Regions from separate parts of the Pan troglodytes genome. Here region 1 is linked to region 2. A link is a contact called in public HiChIP or PLAC-seq data. All regions are on one chromosome and are shown on one strand. Each heading gives the region's core, a stretch centred on a gene start, on an enhancer-like site or on the middle of the called end of the contact. The rest is flanking DNA. Distances are from core to core; before and after follow the strand shown.

Evidence for each region. HiChIP or PLAC-seq counts read pairs in DNA pulled down with a chosen protein or histone mark.
Region 1: an H3K4me3 HiChIP or PLAC-seq map of stem cell-derived excitatory neurons shows a contact between it and region 2, with 5 times the contacts expected there. The contact joins the promoter of TOE1 here to the promoter of CCDC163 in region 2. A contact is called at or near these places in 1 of 7 Hi-C or Micro-C datasets (induced pluripotent stem cells), 1 of 1 datasets of contacts at active chromatin or transcription factors (stem cell-derived excitatory neurons) and 1 of 1 other capture datasets (stem cell-derived neural stem cells).

Annotation. Positions count from the first base shown.
Region 1 is chr1:185,625,402-185,629,782 of NHGRI_mPanTro3-v2.0_pri, reverse strand. It overlaps TOE1 (target of EGR1, exonuclease), which reads left to right and starts at 2,210. Exons shown (of 8, transcript XM_513124.9): 1 at 2,210-2,483; 2 at 3,252-3,394; 3 at 3,482-3,522; 4 at 3,652-3,748; 5 at 4,134-4,292. The coding sequence starts at 2,432. It overlaps MUTYH (mutY DNA glycosylase), which reads right to left and starts at 2,537. Exons shown (of 17, transcript XR_010154093.1): 1 at 2,398-2,537.
Region 2 is chr1:185,464,953-185,469,431 of NHGRI_mPanTro3-v2.0_pri, reverse strand. CCDC163 (CCDC163 homolog) reads right to left here and starts at 2,671. Exons shown (of 6, transcript XR_010154163.1): 1 at 2,542-2,671; 2 at 2,355-2,453; 3 at 1,218-1,302; 4 at 478-545. MMACHC (metabolism of cobalamin associated C) reads left to right here and starts at 3,044. Exons shown (of 4, transcript XM_024345381.3): 1 at 3,044-3,423.

The DNA.
Region 1 (4,381 bases), core at 961-3,460, 160 kb before region 2:
GCACTTGGCATACTTCAGTAAATAAAACATCAAAAGTTCCTGCCCTCAGGGAGCTTATATTCTAATGGGGACAGAAAAGGAATAATGAACATAAGTAAATTCCATACGATGTTAGGTGATAAATATTAGCATAAAAAGCAAAAATTAGACCAAGAGGGGAAAAAAAAGAGTGCCAAGGTGGGGTTTAATGTTGCAATTTTAAAGACTGTGGTCAAGGTAGACCCAAAGCATTCTAAGTGAGTGCAAAGGCCCCAAGGAGGGTGCCTGGTATGTCTGTGGTACAGTAAGTAGGTCAATGTGGTTAGAATGGAATGAGATGGGACTGAGTGGTAGAAGAGGTCAGAGAAGTAAACCAGATGAGGTGGGGAGAGGAGGGTCACAAAGTACCTTATAGGCCATTGGAGGGATTTGGCTGCCACACCCTTGCTCTTAGAAGGCAGTCCTCTTACTACAGCCTTGCAGGTCCAGTGATCCGGGCACCATCCGCCTCATCCCCTCACTATGCTCTAGCCAAGGTTGACTGAATTTAGTTGCTTAAACACCTCAAGTGTGTCTGCCCACCTTGGGGCCTCACACAATCCATTTCCTCTGTTTGGACTCTTTTATGCTTTTACCTAACACCTTATCATTTTTCAAGTCTTGACTGAAATGTCCAAATCAGGTCCCCTCATCTTATCCTATCACATATTTCTGCCTTGTAGCTCTTACCTAATGTAATTTTACATTACTTTGATTCTTTCCATCAGTGTGTACTTCCTGAATTTGACTGTAAAAAACGACTTGAGTGCAAGGACTGATTCTCTTGTTGATTGGTGTGTGTCCAAAGTCAGTGCCAGGTAAACTGTACACAATAGATACCTGTTAAATGAATTAATGGGATGGGGGATAGTCAAAAGAGTTTCCCTTTTTTAGGATAGGAGAAATCCAAAGAGTTTTTTTATTTTTGTTTTGTTTTGTTTTTAGAGACAGTGTGTCCCTCACTTTGCTGCTCTGCCACTCAGGCTGGAGTGCAATGAGAACATGGCTCACTGCAGCCTCGACCTCCTGGGCTCAAGCCATCCTCTCACCTCAGCCTCCTGTAGCTGGGACTACAGGTGCGCACCACCATGCCCAACTAATTTTTAATTTTCTTTTTGTAGAGACAAGGTTTCACTATGTTGCCCAGGCTAGTCTTGAACTCCTAGGGTCAAGCGATCCTCCCACCTTGGCCTCCTAAGATGATTACAGGCCATAAGCCACTGCGCCCGGCCCAAGCAGTTCTGAATAATGATGAAATGGGCTCAGTTGAGAGAAGCTGAAGATTAACTATAAACAATGAGTAACAAAGGAGCACTGGAAGGCAGAGGTGGATGGGAATCGTAGTGTTTACGGAGGAACTAGTCTCCAATAGGAATCTCTTTTTTTTTGAGACGGAGTTTCGCTCTTGTTGCCCAGTCTGAAGTGCAAAATGGCGTGATCTCGGCTCACCGCAACCTCTGCCTCCCAGGTTCAAGCGATTCTCCTGCCTCAGCCTCCCAAGTAGTGGGATTACAGGCGCCCGCACCATACCCAGCTAATTTTTTTTGTACTTTTAGTAGAGACGGGGTTTCACCATGTTGGCCAGGCTGGTTTTGAACTCCGGACCTCAGGTAATCCGCCCGCCTCGGCCTCCCAAAGTGCTGGGATTACAGGCGTGAGCCACCGCGCCCGGCCTAGGAACCTCTTTCAAGTTCAATCACCCTCTAGGTCGACTATACCGCCTAGCTGCTTCACAATTTGTCCCTTCCTCGCCATCCATACTGCCAGCCTTAATTCAAGTTCACATTATCACTTGATTGGATTATTACAAAAGCTTCCCTACCAATCGGTCGCTCTTACACCCTCGGCAGCCTCCTCCGATGGCCTACTCCCCGCCTCTTTCACTTTCTGGAGATCACTGAGCTCTCCATCCTCTCTGGGAATTTACCGATGCCCAGAACGCCCTTCTTTCCCCCACACGACCCTCTCCTAGTCTAACTCCTGGGCGTGCTTTAAGCTCAGCTCAGGCAGCGTCACCTTCTCTGGAAAGCCCAAACCCAGCCACCCCACTACCCCCTACCCGCGGCCCACGCTGATGAAGACAGCAGAACACGGAGGCCCCGCGTTCCCGCCGCGAGTGCAGGAGAGAAAGATTACCTCCCGCGAGCTCTAGCGCGCCCGGCTTTCCGGCGCACTCCAGGGGGCGTGGCTCGGGTCCACCCGGGCGGCGAGCCGGCAGCACAGGCCAATAGGCAATTAGCGCGCGCCAGGCTGCCTTCCCCGCGCCGGACCCGGGACGTCTGAACGGAAGTTCGACCCCTCGGCGACCCGACGGCGAGACCCCGCCCCATCCCCGACTGCCTGAACCGCGCCAGGAGACGGAGCCCAAGTCCAGCGTACCCACAGACGACTCAGGCGGGAGACGAGCGGTGTCATGGCCGCCGACAGTGACGATGGCGCAGTTTCAGCTCCCGCAGCTTCCGACGGTGAGCGGCTTCCCAGAGGTAGCCTTCAAAGCCTCTGCGCTCTGGGAGAGGGGAAGGCCTCGGGCTCATAGTTCTAGAGGCTCCTCAAGCTTCAGAGGACTGCTCCTTCCGCCTGAACTAGCCACGAGGAGACTACAAGTCCCGTTGTACACCGCGGCTCCGGCCGCAAAAGCCTGGAGCGTTGGGAGCATGGGGCTGATGGAGGCATGGCGGGAGATGTAGTCTGGAGCTCATAACGGTTAGTAATAATAGTTGTGATTCAGTTCAGTGGAGTGGATTGAGCGTTGTGATCCAAAGGAAGGTAGGACGTATTGGGAGCTCTGGTGTGGGGCACTGCCAGGCTCTGGGGCTTACTGGGAGCTGTTGCTTGTGGCGCTGGGGCACCATGAGAACAGTAGTATGGATCCCTGTGGGATATTAAGGGAGCTGAGATCCTCAAGCCCTGCAAAATGTTTCCTGCAGGACATGGGAAAAAAGAATCAAAGGTCGTCTAGTCCAACTTTCTCCTCTACAGATTGTGAAAGCGAGGTGGGAAGTAATTTACCCAGGCTCATACAAGCCAGTAGAAGACTCAGGCTTCCTCTCCCCAAATTCAGGGCATTCTCCACTCCAAGGCCTGTGTGTAGAACACGTGGGTTACAAAGGCTTGTGGGAAAAGCTACCAATGGAAACTACCCCCCTTACCACCATCACCGTGGCCTAGCTTGGTGTCTGTTCCCCTGGGCTCTTTCCTTAAGCATGAACATCCATCACCCTCCTAACCCCCAGGTGGCGTCAGCAAAAGCACAACATCTGGGGAGGAGCTAGTAGTCCAGGTTCCCGTAGTGGATGTGCAAAGCAACAACTTCAAGGAGATGTGGCCATCCCTCCTGCTAGCCATAAAGACAGCTAATTTCGTGGCTGTGGACACGGTGAGAGTTGGGAAACAAGGAGGGCAGGTGGTTGTGAAGGGGCTGGTGCTAGAGGCCTGTCACAACTCTCCCTTTACCTACCCACAGGAGCTGAGTGGGCTTGGGGACAGGAAGAGTTTGCTGAACCAGTAAGTATAAGCCCTTTTCTCTTTAGTGCCAGCCCTCAACTGTGGAGTGGGGGGGTCACAGACCTGGGTGGTTTGGGTCCTTCATAAGGCTAACTCCTAGCCACAGCAACCCCCATACCCAACCCCAAGGTGCATCGAGGAACGTTACAAGGCCGTGTGTCATGCTGCCAGGACCCGTTCTATCCTTTCCCTGGGCCTCGCCTGCTTCAAGCGGCAGCCAGACAAGGTATGAGCTGATCTCACCCCAATCCTAGGTGTGGCTGTGGGGTGGAGGGTAGAGAGATTCTGGGGAACATCAGATAGGAAGCATTTCTCTCCCAAATCTTTTTTTTTGACTTGATAGTTTGTTTGTTTTTTTTTAATTTGAATAGGTTTATGGGGAACAGGTGGTGTTTGGTTAAATGAGTAAGTTCTTTAGTGGCGATTTCTGAGATTTTGGTGCACCCATCACCCAGTGTACACTGTGCCCAATGCGTAGTCTTTTATCCCTCACCTGCCTCCATCCTTTCCCCCCCTGAGTCCCCAGAGTCCATTGTATCATTCTTAAGCTTTTGCATCCTCCTAGCTTGGCTCTCTGAAATCTTGATATAGCAGACTTCTCTTTCTCCCAGGGTGAACATTCCTATCTGGCTCAAGTGTTCAATCTCACTCTGCTGTGCATGGAGGAGTATGTCATAGAACCAAAGTCTGTGCAGTTCCTGATACAGCATGGCTTCAACTTCAACCAGCAGTATGCCCAAGGCATCCCCTACCATAAGGGCAATGACAAGGTAGGCCTCTAGCCTCCCTAGCCTTGAGTCTGCCCTTTCTGTGACTTTATTTCTTCCTACCCTAGGCTGGATGTCTGGGGAGAATCTGC
Region 2 (4,479 bases), core at 1,422-3,921:
AAATCTAGGATAGCTGAACTTTGGTCCCCAGTGCCCGACCTGTGAGACAATTTCCCTCCAATGGCACAGCACCCACACCCCCGACCTAAGGAGGTTGTGCTCCCTCCAGGCATCTTGGTCCTCTGTCCTGGTAGCCTCCAGGGTATGACCCTTGCCTTCCTGGCCACTTTGCAACTGCTGTAACATCTGCCAGATCATGGGCTCAGGTGGAACCAAACCTCTCCCTCTCTCCCTCCCCATGACTGTCCTCTTCAGCACACTTGGAACCCTCATGTCGGCAAGGATAGTTTCTCATGGCCGGGAGCAGAAGGGTTAGGAAGAAGAGCTCTGGAGAGAGAGAGAGTCAGCACAGGGAAGAGAGGAATGGAGACAGGGGCAGGAGAGGGTATCCTGGCCTCCCTGCAGAACAGGATAGACAGAGAAAGGAAAGGTCCTCCATAGAGAAATATGCAGAGACAAGTCTGAACCTAGTCCTACCTTCCAACTGCCAACCTGAGCCTGTCGTCCCTCAGCCAGCTGTTTCAGCAGCAGCTCCTGGTGCTGGCCTGCAGATGAGAGAGAATGTAAGGGGGCTGTTCCCCAACTTCTTTCCTTCTCCCTCCCTGCCTGTGACCAGCCTGCTGCCAAAAACTGAGACAGAAACATTCTGGCTCAGCCATTGGGACGCTTCCAAGCTGACTGAAGAGATTAAACTCACACCATGAGAGACAAAGAGTGCAACAAAATACTTGGCCACACTTCTCAGTAGCTCAGGCAGTTGGAGCCATGGCCACTTAATGGGAGAGCAAGAAGACTTTCCAGGCCAGGCGCAGTGGCTCACACCTGTAATCCCAGCACTTTGGGAGGCCAAGGCAGGCGGATCATCTGAGGTCAGGAGTTCGAGACCAGCTCGGCCAACATGGTGAAACCCCATTTCTACTAAAAATACTAAAAATACGAAAAAAAGTGGCCGGGCATGGTGGCGGGCACCTGTAATCCCAGCTACTCAGGAGGCTGAGGCAGGAGAATCGCTTGGACTCGGGAGGCAGAGGTTGCAGTGAGCCAAGATTGCGCCATTGCAACACAGCCTTGGCAACAGGCAACAGAGTGAGGCTGGGCAACAGAGCAAGACTCCATCTCAAAAAAAATAAAAATAAATAAAAATAAATAAAAGAAGATGACTTTCCAGAAAAGGGGACAAGGAAATGCATATTTGCCCCCAACCACCTTTTACTTACTCAACTGGTACTGCAGCAACTTCAATTCCTTCTGCATAATCTCTGAGTCCTCCCACAGCACTGTAGGAGTGACAGCAGTGCTATTCTAAAGTCAATCAACAAAACCAGAGTAAGAAGGCAAGTAGAGTATCTAGGGTCTTGTGAAACTCTTAGAGAGGATGATCCCCAACTTGTCCCACTACAAATGCCAAAAGTTCAAAGGCCTCAAGAAGGCAAGGTCTTGCCTATCCCTTACTCAGTCTGCAGCTCCTGAGGAAGGCCATTGGTAGTACTGCATTCTCCTGGTCCTGTTTGCATCTGGGCTTGGGCTGGGGCTTGGGCTTGCTCCCACACCTGGCTCTGAAGGCCCTGCAGTTCCCTTCTCAGCTCCTCCAGGCGTTGCTCCAGGAGAAAAGCACTCCCCTTTGGGGCCCCCTGCAGCAACCTTAGTGATGCTGTAGTGGGACAAGTTAGGGATCATCCTCTCTAAGAGTTTCACAAGACCCTAGATACTCTACTTGCAAAACAAGACACATGTGCACACACAACAGGTGTGTGGCAAAATTGTGTGCATACATATGAAGCTGTGTATATGAAGAAAATAACTGGCCAGATACCTTCCAGGACACTGATCTGGTACTTCTGCTGCTCTCGCTCTTCTAGCAGGCCCTGCACTGCCTGCCTTAGTGCCTGTCACCTCCCCAGGCAGAAAAAAACACATGAACTACTGTATAACAGTTTTTCCCGACCCCTAGTATCCTCATCTCACACAAACATCACATATACACACCAAGGATTCCAAGCCTCACCTGAGCCTGAGATTGAAATTGGGATCAGAGAATAGCAACCTCATCCCAGAGAGAGGATGGGCTCTAGGACTCAGGGCAGCTCAGCCTTTGTGGAACTATGGGAGTCTCTAAAGCCCAAGGCTGTTGAGCTTGGACTCCTAACTGCAGAGGCAAGTGATGAGAGGAAATCCAGGTCCCAGCCAGGTCCCCGGCTGAGGAAATAACGAAGGGTTAAGTGCAGGGTCTGTGTGGGGAAACAGAGTTCAGGAAAGGACAGAGTTGGAATTTGGAAGGAATAATGGATGATACGGGCACTGGAGGAAGGCACAGAAAGAGAAAGGGCTTGGAAGTAGAAAGAGACATTACTTACCTGCGGTGGAGACCCCAAGAGGATACAGCCACTGCTACAGAAGAAACAGATGCACAGGCCAATGAGCTCTGTGGAGACCCCAAGAGGATACAGCCACTGCTACAAAAGAAACAGATGCACAGGCCAATGAACTCTGAGAGTCCCTTAGCCTCCCCACGCAAACTGGGGACTTCCACCAACCCCTCACCTTATTCCGGACCACATTTCCATCAGTAGCGTTGAGAAGCACATCCAGCTGCTCCAACCAGCTGAGGCTCGTATTCATATCCTGTGGCAGGGGAGCGGCAGGGGTCTGGCTCCCTGGTGTCTTGTGCTTGCTCTCCCAGCGGGGGATACCCAAGGTATCCCCAGGAAAGGCCACCACGTTAGATGGAAAGAGGGAAGTGGGGATGCAACACTGGGGTAGGTGGATGCGCTATCAGACCAAAACTGCGATCCTGTGACTAGGGAAAGGAAGGACGCTCTTGGGGAACTGGGGGAAAAGCGGGATACCGTGATGATACGCAGATATCAGGTGGGGATTGAAGGTGCCAGAACCTGGTCGAGACCTCCCCAGAAGTAGTACACTGGCGCCGCCACGCCAAACCTGTGCCAGTGACAACTGCCGCCGCCGGGTTCAAAACTTCGGGTTGGTTTTGAAAGTCCGACTTTGGACTGGCTGCCGCAGCGCCACCTGGGAAACTGAGTTCGCCTCTTGCGAACACAACCGGCGATGGAGGCGGTGGAACTACCTTTCTCTAGAAGAGACACGTACATGCACACCCCCACCGTGTAGCTTGCCGGGAAACTGAGTCTTCCCGATTTCGTGTGGCTGTCTCCAAGGAGGAAACGAACTACGCATCCCAAGATGCATCGCGCATAGGCAATATGGTCCCGCTACTGGACCCATTTCCTACCTGGGAAATGGAGTCGAAGCTGACTCAAAACGTAACGGCCCAATTGTCCTTGAGACTTCATTCCCCAGCAAGCTCAGCGTGTAACGTGCGCTATGGAGCCGAAAGTCGCAGAGCTGAAGCAGAAGATCGAGGACACGCTATGTCCTTTTGGCTTCGAGGTTTACCCCTTCCAGGTTAGTTTATCCCTCCTGCTGTTCTAGGGCGAAATATATGATTGGCTTCGTTGCAACTGGCGTGAGGCCTCGGGAGCCTCTGATCCTCCTGGGTTCCTGCAGCCCAGTGTCCATGTGACAACAGGGACAGCGTTTCAGTGGGGGCTTGGGTTAAAAAGGTAGTGGTCGAGGCCGGGCATGGTGGCTCACGCCTGTAATCCCAGCACTTTGGGAGGCCGAGGCGGGCGGATCACCTGAGGTGAGGAGTTCGAGACCAGCCTGGCCAACATGGTGAAACCCCATCTCTACTAAAAATATAAAATTAGCCGGGCGTGGTGGTGCATGCCTGTAATCCCAGCTACTCGGGAGGCTGAGGCAGGACAATTGCTTGAACCCATGAGACGGAGGTTGCAGTGAGCCGAGATTGCGCCATTGCAGTCCAGCCTGAGCAACAAAGAGCGAAACTCCGTGTCAAAAAAAAAAAAAAAGTTGTCGCATGTTTAACCTTTTACCCCCATGTAATGCCGGATTCGTTAACGGGAGACACCATATGACCTGTAGCGTGTGTGGCTCAGATTGTCACCTATATAATTTACAAGAAGAAAGGGACCTGTGAGGCAAAGTCACCTTGGAACTTCCTAAAGGATTTAGGAGAGGGCAAAGCCTAGAAGGTTTGCATAGCTATCATTTAGGTCAGCTGAGGAAGGAAGGGCATTCCTGGTGATGAACTGGCAAACAATTGGCTGGTTTGTTCCCTCTACCAACAGAAGGATAATTCATGATATTTCCAGTCATCAGTGCTGGGCTGGGTAATGAAACTTTGTACACTTGCCTGGCACAGCAGTCTCAGCACCGCACCCCGACCCCCATTTACACAGTTACATTTCCCCACATCAGTGCCCTGTGCACTGAGCAGTTAAGTTATAAAGCTAAATCAGCTCAGCTTGAGCCCTTTGCCTGATGCTTAAGAGACTACCCACTTCCCATTCCTTCTGCTGAGTGGCTCACAGCAGTCCTGGGAGAGGATATAGAGGGAGAAGTAGGTTGGGTCTAGCTTGAGACTGGTCTTGCCAGAAA